3 separate regions of the Mus musculus genome follow, and regions 1 and 3 are each linked to region 2. The links are chromatin contacts, called in public Hi-C and HiCAR-type maps. All regions are on one chromosome and are shown on one strand. The core of a region is the stretch at or near the end of the contact, and the rest is flanking DNA. Distances in the headings are between cores, read along the strand shown. Region 1 overlaps Gm30790 (predicted gene, 30790). Region 2 overlaps Gm30507 (a long non-coding RNA gene). Region 3 has its middle 3.3 kb from the start of Gm30790.

What was found. A called contact is a pair of places that touch in the nucleus more often than the background predicts. HiCAR-type assays count read pairs that join an accessible place to other places.
Region 1: a HiCAR-type map of Th17 cells shows a contact between it and region 2, with 9 times the contacts expected there. The contact joins two enhancer-like sites. A contact is called at or near these places in 3 of 484 Hi-C or Micro-C datasets (LSK cells and liver), 9 of 115 datasets of contacts at active chromatin or transcription factors (T-cell acute lymphoblastic leukemia, Th17 cells, bone marrow-derived dendritic cells and 4 more) and 1 of 9 other capture datasets (embryonic stem cells).
Region 3: a contact with region 2 is called in a Hi-C map of uterus. The contact joins two enhancer-like sites.

The regions. Positions count from the first base shown.
Region 1 is chr16:76,760,607-76,764,475 of GRCm38.p6, forward strand. All of the region lies in intron 1 of Gm30790 (predicted gene, 30790), which reads right to left. Among named protein-coding and RNA genes, the nearest start is that of Gm30790, 17 kb to the right of the region's middle. Within about 2 kb of position 2,450, at least 41 of the 459 cell types and tissues checked have an H3K27ac peak or open chromatin away from gene starts, as enhancers often do. A contact at or near this core is called in Th17 cells, bone marrow-derived dendritic cells and regulatory T cells, where this site is marked.
Region 2 is chr16:76,224,728-76,228,444 of GRCm38.p6, forward strand. The region is part of intron 2 of Gm30507 (a long non-coding RNA gene); the gene reads right to left. Among named protein-coding and RNA genes, the nearest start is that of Gm30507, 23 kb to the right of the region's middle. Within about 2 kb of position 1,919, at least 76 of the 459 cell types and tissues checked have an H3K27ac peak or open chromatin away from gene starts, as enhancers often do. A contact at or near this core is called in Th17 cells, bone marrow-derived dendritic cells, regulatory T cells and 1 more, where this site is marked.
Region 3 is chr16:76,780,319-76,784,458 of GRCm38.p6, forward strand. No RefSeq gene overlaps it. Among named protein-coding and RNA genes, the nearest start is that of Gm30790, 3.3 kb to the left of the region's middle. Within about 2 kb of position 2,598, at least 10 of the 459 cell types and tissues checked have an H3K27ac peak or open chromatin away from gene starts, as enhancers often do. A contact at or near this core is called in uterus, where this site is marked.

The DNA of each region.
Region 1 (3,869 bases), core at 1,200-3,699, 540 kb after region 2:
TTTGATGTTCAATGGATGTTATACACCAATTAGGCATAAAAATGGCCCTTGAAATATATTTTATCTGTAAGCCAAGAACTTATCTGTGAACAAACATTCACTGGACAGAGCTAATAAAATTATGAAAACATAGATTTATGTTGATGCCCTTTCTTTCTCTCTTTCTTTCTCTCTCTCTCTCTCTCTCTCTCTCTCTCTCTCTCTCTCTCTCTCCCTCCCTCCCTCCCTCCCTCCCTCCCTCCCTCCCTCCCTCCCTCCCTCCCTTCCTTCCTTTCTTCCTTCCTTCCTTTCTTTTTTTTTTTTCTGGAGCCACACAGCTTCTGTTTTGAGACAGAACCCTGCTATCTAGTTCAGGTATCCTTTCACTTTGGCCTCCCAAGATCTGATGTTGCAGACTCAAGCCACCATATCTTGTCAAACTCTAAAACATATAAAACTTTCTTATAGGAGTTCGGCACTTTGGCATGATCCAAGAAAGAACATACTTCCTTGAAGGCCAGGTGCAGTACACAGTATCTTATCACTCCTGGAGTTCCCTGTATAAAGCTTCCATTTAAATATTTGTTGACCCTATAGCCTATATGGCATTATTTTACAAATCAGAAGTCAACTCAACCTTCCTCCAGGAAGGTAGCACTCCAGAGGAGTCAGGCACAGCTCCTTGGGACATAAACAACACATTTCATGCTGCACTGACATCTGTCCTAGCCTCTTTGAAATTAATCACAGATATTATAAGTTGTAAGAGAATGGTTGTTTAAGCAAATTTGGAGGATTATCAGCCTGACACAAGTTTAAACAATTATCTAAGTCACACATGAGAAAAGATCCACAGGACCCACGATGTTTTTTATTTTTTTAACTATACCAAAAAAACAACAAAACACTATAATGGTGAAACTACATTTTTCAAGAATCGGAGGTGAAAGTAGAGAAGAAATGGGGGCTTTAGAATGGAGGATCTAGAGAAAGTACCCAAGGAGCTAAAGGGATCTGCAACCCTGTAGGTGGAACAACAATATGAACTAACCAGTACCCCGGAGCTCTTGACTCTAGCTACATATGTATCAAAAGGTGGCCTAGTCGGCCATCACTGGAAAGAGAGGCCCATTGGACACACAAACTTTATATGCCCCAGTACAGGGGAACGCCAGGGCCAAAAAGGGGGAGTGGGTGGGTAGGGAAGTGGGAGGGGTATGGGGGACTTTTGGGATAGCATTGGAAATGTAATTGAGGAAAATATGTAATAAATAAAAAAAAAAAAAGAAGGAGGAACTTTATATGAACCTGCACCAAGAGGGCCTAGTGTTCTTGCTGAAACTGACATAGTTGATGCTGTACTTAAGAGGCCCACTGGTAACTCCACTGTGACCTCAGCATCTTGCTTTGTAAAGTGATGAAATCTCAGACTAGACAACAACGTTTACATTTTGGTCAAGCAATCCAAACTTCTGTCCTCCATCTTCTGCACTGGTTGGAACTGTTCCAGGGATGTTTATATGAGAAGTGAGAACTGACTGTGAGCAAAACAGAAACAGATACATGCCTCATAAAAGGAACTGGGTTCCTGATCTACAAGTTTGTTAAAGTGGAAATATGCTTTACCTTGTTGAAAAATGAAGTAATATCAGAAATCATAAATTACTTCATGGGATATTTTGAGATAAATATTATTTTCAGTATTTAATTCTTATAGGTAAATACCTTCCATGTCGATTCTAAAATACATAAGTAATTTATGACAGTTATTTCACCAGTGCCTTGATTTAATTTTATTTTTCCATATTTTGTACCTGTTGAGTACACTTACATACCAATATACATGTGGTCTTAAACTAATTGTCATAGGAATAATCAAATTTATTAGAATATATGATGAAAACAAAAATCTTTTCTATAGAGAGAAGACACTTTCAGTTTCCATCTGGGTCACACATTTAGCATGTAAATGACAAGTGTCTTGAGTACTCGTTTTGACATTATCTTTGTGTGTATATTATCCCTTCTGGATCTACAGGAAACTCATGCATAAAAATTCTCTGCAGGGAGGTAGGGGTACCATTCGTTGGAAGGAGATAAATAAACAAATAGCTTTCCCCACTGCATTGAAGTGCTTGTTTCCCCCAAGAAGACCTGTTGTTTGAAGGCCAACCCTGTTCCTAAATCCAGAAACAGGAAATACTAACGTGTTCTTGCACATTCGAATGGCCCGTCTGGCAGGAAAGCAGATAGAATTGTGAACTTTTTTTTTTTTTTAAAGAGACATTGGCTACCCTCTCCCCCTCCATTTCTCAGCCTCACCCCCTTTCAACCAAGGCCACTACATGCTGAACAAGCACCCAAAACAACCAATAAATGAAAGGAAACTCACAGGTCACTCTGGGTCGTTATTTTCACATACCTTTGAATAATGAGAGCATCACATGTCAGCTAGAGGAGAACAAAATGTCACATTCTCCAGCTAAAGGTCAGCCTCGGTCATAGGTCACAGAAGGGAGGCCAGGAAATAACCTAAGAGGTTAGGCTGGGTGCACAAAGAAAGGTCACCAAATGTCAATGAAAGCATGCAGCTGTTGGGAGATGAAACAACTGAGTCACCCTTTTGTGCTGACATCGACTAGAAAAAATGTCTCTGCTGACATTTTTCATTCGTTTTTTTTTTCTTTTTCTACTTTCTTTCTTTCTTTCCTTCTTTCTTTCTTTTTCCTTTTTTTTCTTTTTTAGCTTGCTGTTTTATAAGACAGAGACACCAATGTACCCAACCCCAAATTAGCCTTTTTAAAAAGCAACAGTTTAGAACTTAAGTGCAGCAGTTTCCAAAGACTCAAAACTATGGCATTTTTTTAATCTCAAATGATTATGATACACAGCAATGGGCCTGTAATAGCAATTTTAGATTTCATCTGAGCTCATGTGTTAGCAATGAGGCCTCAGGATAGCTAGGGATCAGTCACTAGTGTCTTCATACCATTAAGAACTATGATTACTCCTTTCACTAGGAGATACTCAGATTCTCTGCCTTTTACAGGGACTGAAGACATGAATTATCCTGCATTGTACTTGACCTAGCTTTTGGGAGTTTTTGATCTAGTTTAAAAAAAAAAAAAGTATTCACAGAGGCAAGAAAAAGAGCATGTGGACTTAAGTCTCATTTTAAAGGAATTTTAGGAAAACACTGGTAGACTATATCTAAGTATCAAGCCTGCTTTCAGATCAATCGCTCCTTGTTAAATGTCAGCGCTAATAGAAACCCTGCTTCATGACCTTTCTCTTGGTGGCGGCGATGGTGTCCCTAAGTGAGTACAGTCACCGAGCTCAACAGGAAGGAAGCTCAGGCACTGGAGATTATTGAGACACTTGGCTTACACACAGTTCTTTAGCAGCTCTGCTTTTCTGGGGTCTGTTTTATACACACACTTGATATGGCTGAAGGAACCATTTCCAGACAATGCCAGAACCTTCTGCTTCTACAGCATCTTCTACTTATCCCCAGACAGGAGACCACATTTCACAGCAAGATATCTTCCTCTGGCTTCCCTAAAGTGGCCTCAGTTTACATCGTAGGCAGGTCCAGGTTTTATGAGCCAATTACATCATTTTCATGTCACTGTGTCAATTCTATATGATACGAAGAAAGAACATTTTCATTTGTACAATAAAAATAATGAAAATATAAAAGGACATTAATAGATAATTATGCATACATGAATGTTTATATGTTCCTAAGTAGCTTCGGGTGAGCTATAGAATCCTCACAGACTCATGACACTGTTACACTAATTGTTCTCGTGTAAATGAGTTAACTTGTGCATAAAGAACATAGCTAACATTCCCCAATTACCTGTGAAGCTGAGCTTTGAAGTCATAAG
Region 2 (3,717 bases), core at 669-3,168:
AAGTTAGGAAAGTTTCTGAGGTTATGCAACCAGTATCAGTAAAGAGGTCACTTGGGAACCAAATTTACTGCTTCCCCCTTACGAATTTCAATATTAAAATACAGAAGTCATACCCCCTCTAGGCCACTTGCATCCCGTTGTGAACGGAGACAAACAAAGCCAAATGACCAGGGTGGCTTCTACATTCCTGAAGTCACTGGACCTACTGGCTTCTAAGAGTAGCCCAGCTGAGGCAGCTGGCCAGGTAATCTAAGGCTGCTTCTAGCTCTGCAATCCAGTGACCCTTGACGCTCAACTTGTGCGCCAGAATGCCTGTCATTTCTGAGTATAGAGCGTTCACAGTCCTTTCTGGTAAAAAAAATAGGTTAAGCAAATACAAAGGGACGCTCAGGCTCCTCTGTGGGTCTATGCCTTGGTAACCGGGGATGAAAACTGGTTGATCACAGCAAGCAAGCTTCAGGGTCTACCATTTACAATTGAAATGCTTTACTGGCGAGGTTAAGAGTTCAAAGTTGAGTCACAGTCTGAGGTGGCCCTGCTCTTCCTTTTTAATTATCTGAGGTCAGGAAGTTAATAATACCAGAAATCCCCAATAGAGACCTCCTGTGAACTCTGTGAACTTTAAACTCGCCTCTCTCTATCTCTCTCTTTCTTTTTTTTTTAAATGGGTAAAAAGTTCAGTACAAACACAGCGGACTTTCCTCTTAGTCTCCACCCGTTCACACCCCCACCAAGGTCAAAAGTTCAACTGTAAAACAGAAAGCCTTGTTCTCTGATCCACATTTAAACAGATCACTTATTAAAAGGTAAACATTCCCAAACCAAGCCAAAGTCCAAAATGAATCTGTTCAATAAAAATGAAAATATTGTAATAAAACAAGTCTTTGATCTTTATCTCTTGCCTTGCAATTGGACATCGGGCTTTTTTTTTTTTAAACTTTTTGAATCTTATGAAAAGAATACACTCGTGAACTCTCTGCTCACCCAGTTCTTCCCTGAGATTAGACTCTCTAGAAGAGATAAAATCTCAGACGTTTTCAGGTAGTTCTTTGACTGCCTATCTTAAGACAGCAGAGTCTATTCCTTGTGTGTTCGTTCTTTTGCTTTTGCTTTTAAAAGCACCAAGTGTCAAGTACTGTGGAGTTGAGAAGGGTTTCTCAAAGTCGGTGAAGAATGCAGAAAGAGGAAAGAAACAGGACCACGTACATCATGAACCTCGTGGGAATAAGAGACAAACCAAATCTGACATCCTAAGCAATATTACGACTCACACATGAAGCCAGAGGATAGACACAGTGCTGGCATAGAGACGCAAGGCATATCCTGACTTGGAACTTTCCAACTGATCGTCCTATAAGGCAAAGTCTAAAGTGCCCCTTCTACAAGAGCAAATAACACAGAGTCCATTGTGTTCCGAACACGTCAGTCATTATTCTAAAAGGTCTTACCTTGTGAGTCACCCCATTTGTGGGGGCATGAATAGATGATACATGTCTTAATGTACAAGCCAGACTGGCCTCCAACTCATAACCCTCCTGTCTGAATCTTCCAGGTTGACAGAATTGCAGGTGTTTGTCACCATATTCAGCTCAAAAACTTTTGTAGAAAGATTTTTTTTCTCACAACTTAGTAATTACACAAGAATACTGTCACTTGCTTCCTACTTGAATTTTTTTTAAAGAGTAATAAATACACTCAGTTACAGAAAAAATGACAGGACTTGTGAAATAAAGATATGGTAAATGTATTCATAATTAATATTTTTGCACAGCTTATAAGATTTTCTGGTAATATCTAGCACAAAAATGAGACCTGGATACCGCTCTAAACACACTATGCTCTAGATGCATCCACACTGTGAACAATGTGCCGAGTGACCTCTGAGACGCTGGGATGCATCTGCACAACCCAGCCAGGAACAGCGCAGACAGGAAGGAAGTGTGGGGAGAGCACGCGTTCCTTCCTTCTGCTAGGGCTCCCTTCTCAGCAGCTGTGAGGACGGATGGAAATTCCTTATGAGTCAATCTGAGACTTCAAAGTATGGGATACAGCTTGAGAGACCCAATCTTATTGATTAGGATGCTGACCAAAAGGAAGGCACTATATTTAGGAGGGCATTTGGGGGGAAACTAAGCGTTGAAGCAGTTATTTGACAAATGGTGGCAGGGATTTGGAGGCTCTGCAGCCTTGTAGGCTGGTATTACATGAATGCCGTCTGCTTTCAGTTCTTCTACTGAAGAACTGCTCATGATTAATTTTTTTTTCTCTTCCTTCTTTTCAAAGTTTGAAGACACTAAATTTTATTTGAGCTAGCTGTTTCCAACCTTCTGTCTGAGAGAATTTTCTAATAAAAAAAAAGATTTTCCTCCTCATTCCTTTTGTTTTAAAGAAATCATTATGTAAGAAGGATCATGCTGTACTCTAAGCATGCTACCCTTCGCTGTCCCTTTTAGATAGAAATGGGATTGGATCCACACACAGTTGACTGCACACCCCAAAGTAGATGGTGTGTTGGGAGGGCCCCAAGAGTCTTTGTTTGCCTTGGTCTTATGTGTTTTTGACTCCTTCACCTTCTGATCCCACTACCTGGTGCCACTCAACTGTCCCACCCTGAAACCTTGACTTCTCTGCCTTAACATGTCTCTTCCCCTCCCACAGCTCCTTCTCTGTCCCATTTGTCCACTCTATAAATCTCTCTCCTAGCAATGGAGTAGGGAGTTCTGCTGCAGTAACTATCTTCCTGTGTTCAGTACATTTTTCTGTCTCTGATGATAAAATATGATCAAAAAGGGAGAGGTCCCACGCAATCCCCTGGAAGGTCCTCCTTCATAAACAGAAACAGAAACTAACCAGGGAAGAAATGCAATGCATATTTCCAGATAGTACATACAAAAAGGTGCCTGCCAGAGAGGTTTCTCTCACACTGCTCTGCCAGAGCGTCGGGCCAGAGGTCTTCATGAAGCCCAAAGCATTGTGAAGGTATTTGTACATCTTTTCCCACCTTGGATTCCATTTGGAATTTTTTTTTCCATGAGTTCATAGCTAGAGTTCAAAAGCATCTTGGAAACTCTCTAATCCCCATTTTCGGAATTTCTGTGTGTGCTCTAAAATAAGTCAGTCGATGCTCTCTGTCCTCGATCTCTTCCTCACAGACTGTTGCTCATGGGGGTGGGGGTGGGGGTGGGGAACTGCTCTGAGACCCTGCCTGTGATAGCCTCACCTGTACACTCCAATCTGTGGATTTCTCCAGAGCTGTAAGACAGGTGTCTTTTTAAAAGGAGATGAGTAGGAGGGAAGGATGGAAGCTAAGGAGGAAGACAGAAAGCCCTCCTGCGTTTGACATGCACCTCGGTACTAGTGGGCTGCAGCACTCTAACCTGGGGCTGCCAAATTTAGCTCAAAAGGCAGCTCTGTATTCCCAATTGGTCCTCACCTCTCACCATCTCTGACTTCAGCAGTGCGCTAAACTTGTCTGAACCTGAATTTCCACCTCTCTCTCTCTCTCTCTCTCTCTCTCTCTCTCTCTCTCTCTCTCTGTGTGTGTGTGTGTGTGTGTGTGTGTGTGTGTGTGTGTGTGTGTGTGTGTTGTAGGAATCAGTTCAGGACTCTGTGGAGAACAGGAACATTATGTCAGGGACTGGCCAAAGTTAGGAGTTGGTTGGGACTCAGCAAGCAGTTCAGAGTCCTGATCTGTGCACTGCATGTTGGTCATTGGTT
Region 3 (4,140 bases), core at 1,348-3,847, 560 kb after region 2:
AGTCACTGAACACCTAGAAAAAAAGAGCTATTTTTGCTAAGTTTAGGGGACTAAAAATATGGAATGCACAATTAAACTTGATTTTCAGATAAATAAAGCACAATTTTTAAGTTAAATATGTCCGCAATGTTGCAATAGATAAATTTGCATTAACACTTATCCATTGCTTGTTCTATATTTTATTGGGCAACCCTAAAGGAAGGTTCCCGTGGGAGAAACGTAGCCTACATCGGATGCCAACGGCCACGTGTCCTCCTTGAATAAACCGGCCAGCTCCTCCTGAGCCGAAGGAGATGATTAAAATTGAGGCCACTTTTGCTCACTGCTCAGTACTGACAAGCTATTGATAGCCAGGCATGGCCAAATTCTCATTAGTTTCCAAAAGTCAGGAACTACATTTAGAAAAAGCCACTTGCTTACAGTGAGGTTGTCTCTCAGGTAACCTCAAGTACCGGGAATGCAGCTGAACCCAGGAAGCAAGGTGGGGAAAGGCCTCTGAGGGCTCAAAATAGAAATCACATGCAAACGCTCAGGTTCTTTTCTTAGAGAAGAGTCCCTTAGACCTGCACTCAGGCTAATTTTTGCTCTCAGTAAGTCGTCACCCGAGCCCATTTGGTTGTTTAATATGGAACCCGCAGAGACAGAAAGAAATTACCAACTCGGCAGAATGGCTAGGCACAGTACAGATGAGCCCCACATGGAAGAAAATCTTAAACAGAGCCCCTCCCACTCACCCCACCCCATCCTCCCCTCGACACCTCCACATACACACTGTGCAAAGTAATCTACAGAAAAGTATTGAAGAAGCTATACTAAAATGGTATCAGTCATTATTTCTTTTTAGTGTGTGTGTGTGTGTGTGTGTGTGTGTGTGTGTGTGTGTGTGTGTGCATGTGCACACATATACATGGAACCAAGATGTTCCCCTCAGAGGTTGTTCCTAGGAACTAGTCAACCTTGGTGTTTTGAGACAGGTTTTCTCACAGGGGCCTGGGGCTCACCACTTATGTTGTGGTCTGGCTAGTGAGGCCCAGAAATCTGCCCGTGTCTACCTCCCCAAGCAATATGACTAAAAGCCTTACTGTTTCTGGTGTTTTCTTACCAGTTTCTCCTACTAGATTATACACTCGATGAGGTCAAGATTAGTGTATTTGAAGCCTTGAGCCACTAGTAAGTCTTGCAATATGTAGAACACTAATGCTGAGTGGATATTTGTTGTAAAGTCGGTGGAAGTCAAAATGCATAAAACTTCCCTGCTCCTACAGGCAGCCGGGAAGACAAACGTCCATCTCTCATGCCACTGTCATGTCAGGCCAAGGGTGCAGTCCAGTCTGCTTTGATCATTGTTATCAGAGTGTACTCTGAACCAGTGAATCAAATTATCACCAGCCTTGATTCTGTGCTTGGCAAAACACAGAAGAGAGTTATTCAGCCCTTAAAAGTTACTTTTACAATAGCAGATCTACAATCACCAGAGATGGAGAGAAAGGAAATTACCAACTAGACAGAATGGTTTGGAGTATGGATGAAGCACATGAAAGAAAAATCTGTAACATACACATACATGTACAGATGCACGCATGAAACACATGCACATACGTAGACAAGAAGACGCAGAAATGGAAGTTTGGAATTAAGGTGACTGAATATGTAGAACACGATGACAGCTAAGTTTAGGGAATAAAGATACAGAAAACCCCATTAAAGTTGAATTTCAGATAAATGATACCTAAGTCTTTGCTATGATTATGTCCTCAATATTGTGTTAGATATAGTCACCTTATGTTGATTTCACATGAAATCCTCCAATTTCTCAAAGGTCTGGTTGACCAGTAAACTAAAGTGAAGATCTAGATAGTACACCGATCATCACTGTTGCACAGATAAAAGCTACCTGTGTTAGTTGAGAAGGATCTTGTCTGTGCACTAGACTACAGCCTCAATATGTAATGATTTATATGGCTGTTATGATCCATATTCATCTTTACCAGTAAGTTTAAAACTGTGAGATATCCAAACTGTTCTTTTTCATTGTTTTGAGTAGCATATCAAATAAAGGGTTTTATTGTGGACTTACACACACACACACACACACACACACACACACACACACACACAGAGAGAGAGAGAGAGAGAGAGAGAGAGAGGTTGATCAGACTTCTTCATTTCTATGACCTCTTCTTGTCCATATAAATAATTTTTTCAAAGACCCTCCTGTCAGTCCTACAAGGAGGTTCAAGGACTGACCTAGAACTCCAGATTTTTCTAATTAACATTTGCAAATAGAATCCATCTCTCTCCCTTTCTAATGAGTTGGAGTAACACTCATTTGTATTAGAACTATGGGCTCTGTAAACAGAACTATGAATTACTGCACAGCAGACACGAGGCAGAGTTGTCTGACCAGAACTCTGTGATTCAGCAGCTATTATTTTTGTCCTGCAAATGAGTTTGAAGCACATTTTAGAGACTTGGAAGGAATTCTTGATGTGGGACAACAGTGTTGATTTCCCACCATTGTATTACCGGGAAGCAGCCTCCCGGCTTGCCCACAAAATGCACTAGGGCCTGCCAGCAGAGTCCCTTAACCCCAAGAGGCAGCTTTCCAAAGCTAAACTGCACATTAGGGCATTTTTTTCACTACAGTCAAGTACTGGAGCAGATGAGCCACAGGCTAAATTCATCCAGAGATGGCTTTTTGTGTTGTTAGTCAACGGATTTAGTTCCCTTTCAGCGTGCATTACGTTAAATTGGTGGTAAAGCTACCTAAGTCATCTCACAGTTCTTTTCCCTTCCCACCTCCTGGAGTTAACACAGGGAGAAGGATAGACATTAAATAGAGTGAAGTGGACTCAGTTCAATGCAAACAGCAGGAAAAGAAGTGGAGAGGTAGCAGATAAGTGTTAATTCCTGGATAATTTAAATACATGGGCACGGTTTTTGCAAATAATGCAAAGCGCCCTACGAACAACAAACCTAAGGTGTTTGGCTCTAAGGCATAGAAAAACTCTGGAGCAAATAACTTCACAGAAGATTGGAATAAGGTTTTAATTTTTCAATTAAATATATTTCATTAATCCTTTGAGAATGTCTTACATACATATACTATATTTTCATCGTATTCACCATGATTCCTCCCCTCTATCTTCTCTTACTTCAATTTCCCTTCCAGTGTCATTGTGTTCTCTTCTCTTTTTCTCACTGAGTGGGATTTATTTGACCAATATACTCATGAGTGTGGTGTGGGACCATCCAATGAAGCATGTTTAATCTACCAAGGGCCACACCCCTAAATAAACCTGACTGTAACTACTCCAGACACCTTCAACTCTTAATAATGAGTCATCTGTAAGTAAGGGATCATCGTACCTTTCCCAATTCCTACCTGGATTGATTTTGTGCAGGGCTTGTACGGACAACCATAGCTCTTATGTGTTCATGAGTGTAGTGGTTCTGTTATTCTGTTCCAATTCCCTGAGTCTTCTGCCCCTTGCAATCTTTGACCTTGTCTTTCTCAATGGTCCCTGAGAGTGAGATCGATGTCACATTTGTAGATGAACAGTCCACAGACACTTTGACCAGTTGTGAGCTTCTGAGTTGACTGTTATCCACTATACAAAGAAACTTCTCAGGTGATATCTGAGAGTTGCACTAATTTATGAATACAGAAAGAAAACTTCAGATGGCAGTTTGACACTCTATCCAGTTAGCAGAAGTTTTATCCCGATGGTGTGTAAACTCTCTAACCATGGGTTCTTGGCTGAATTTACCAGGTGTGTGTTTCCTTCAGTAGACTGAGACTTAAATACAATCAGAAAATAATTGGTGATCTCCATTTCAACCATGTCACTATGGCAGTTATGGTTATGTTTTGCTGGGTGGGTTATCATCATAGCTTACGGAGTTCCACTGATGAGATTTTCCAAGGTATAAATTTTGAAATAGATTTCTTTTTTTATGTTTTAATAAAAATTTTTTAATTGGGTATTTATTTCATTTACATTTCCAATGCTATCGCAAAAGTCCCCCACATGCTCCCCCACCCACTCCCCACCCACCCACTCCCCACCCACCCACTCCCCACCCACCCACTCCCACTTCTTGGCCCAGGCATTCTCCTGTATTGAGGCATATAAAGTT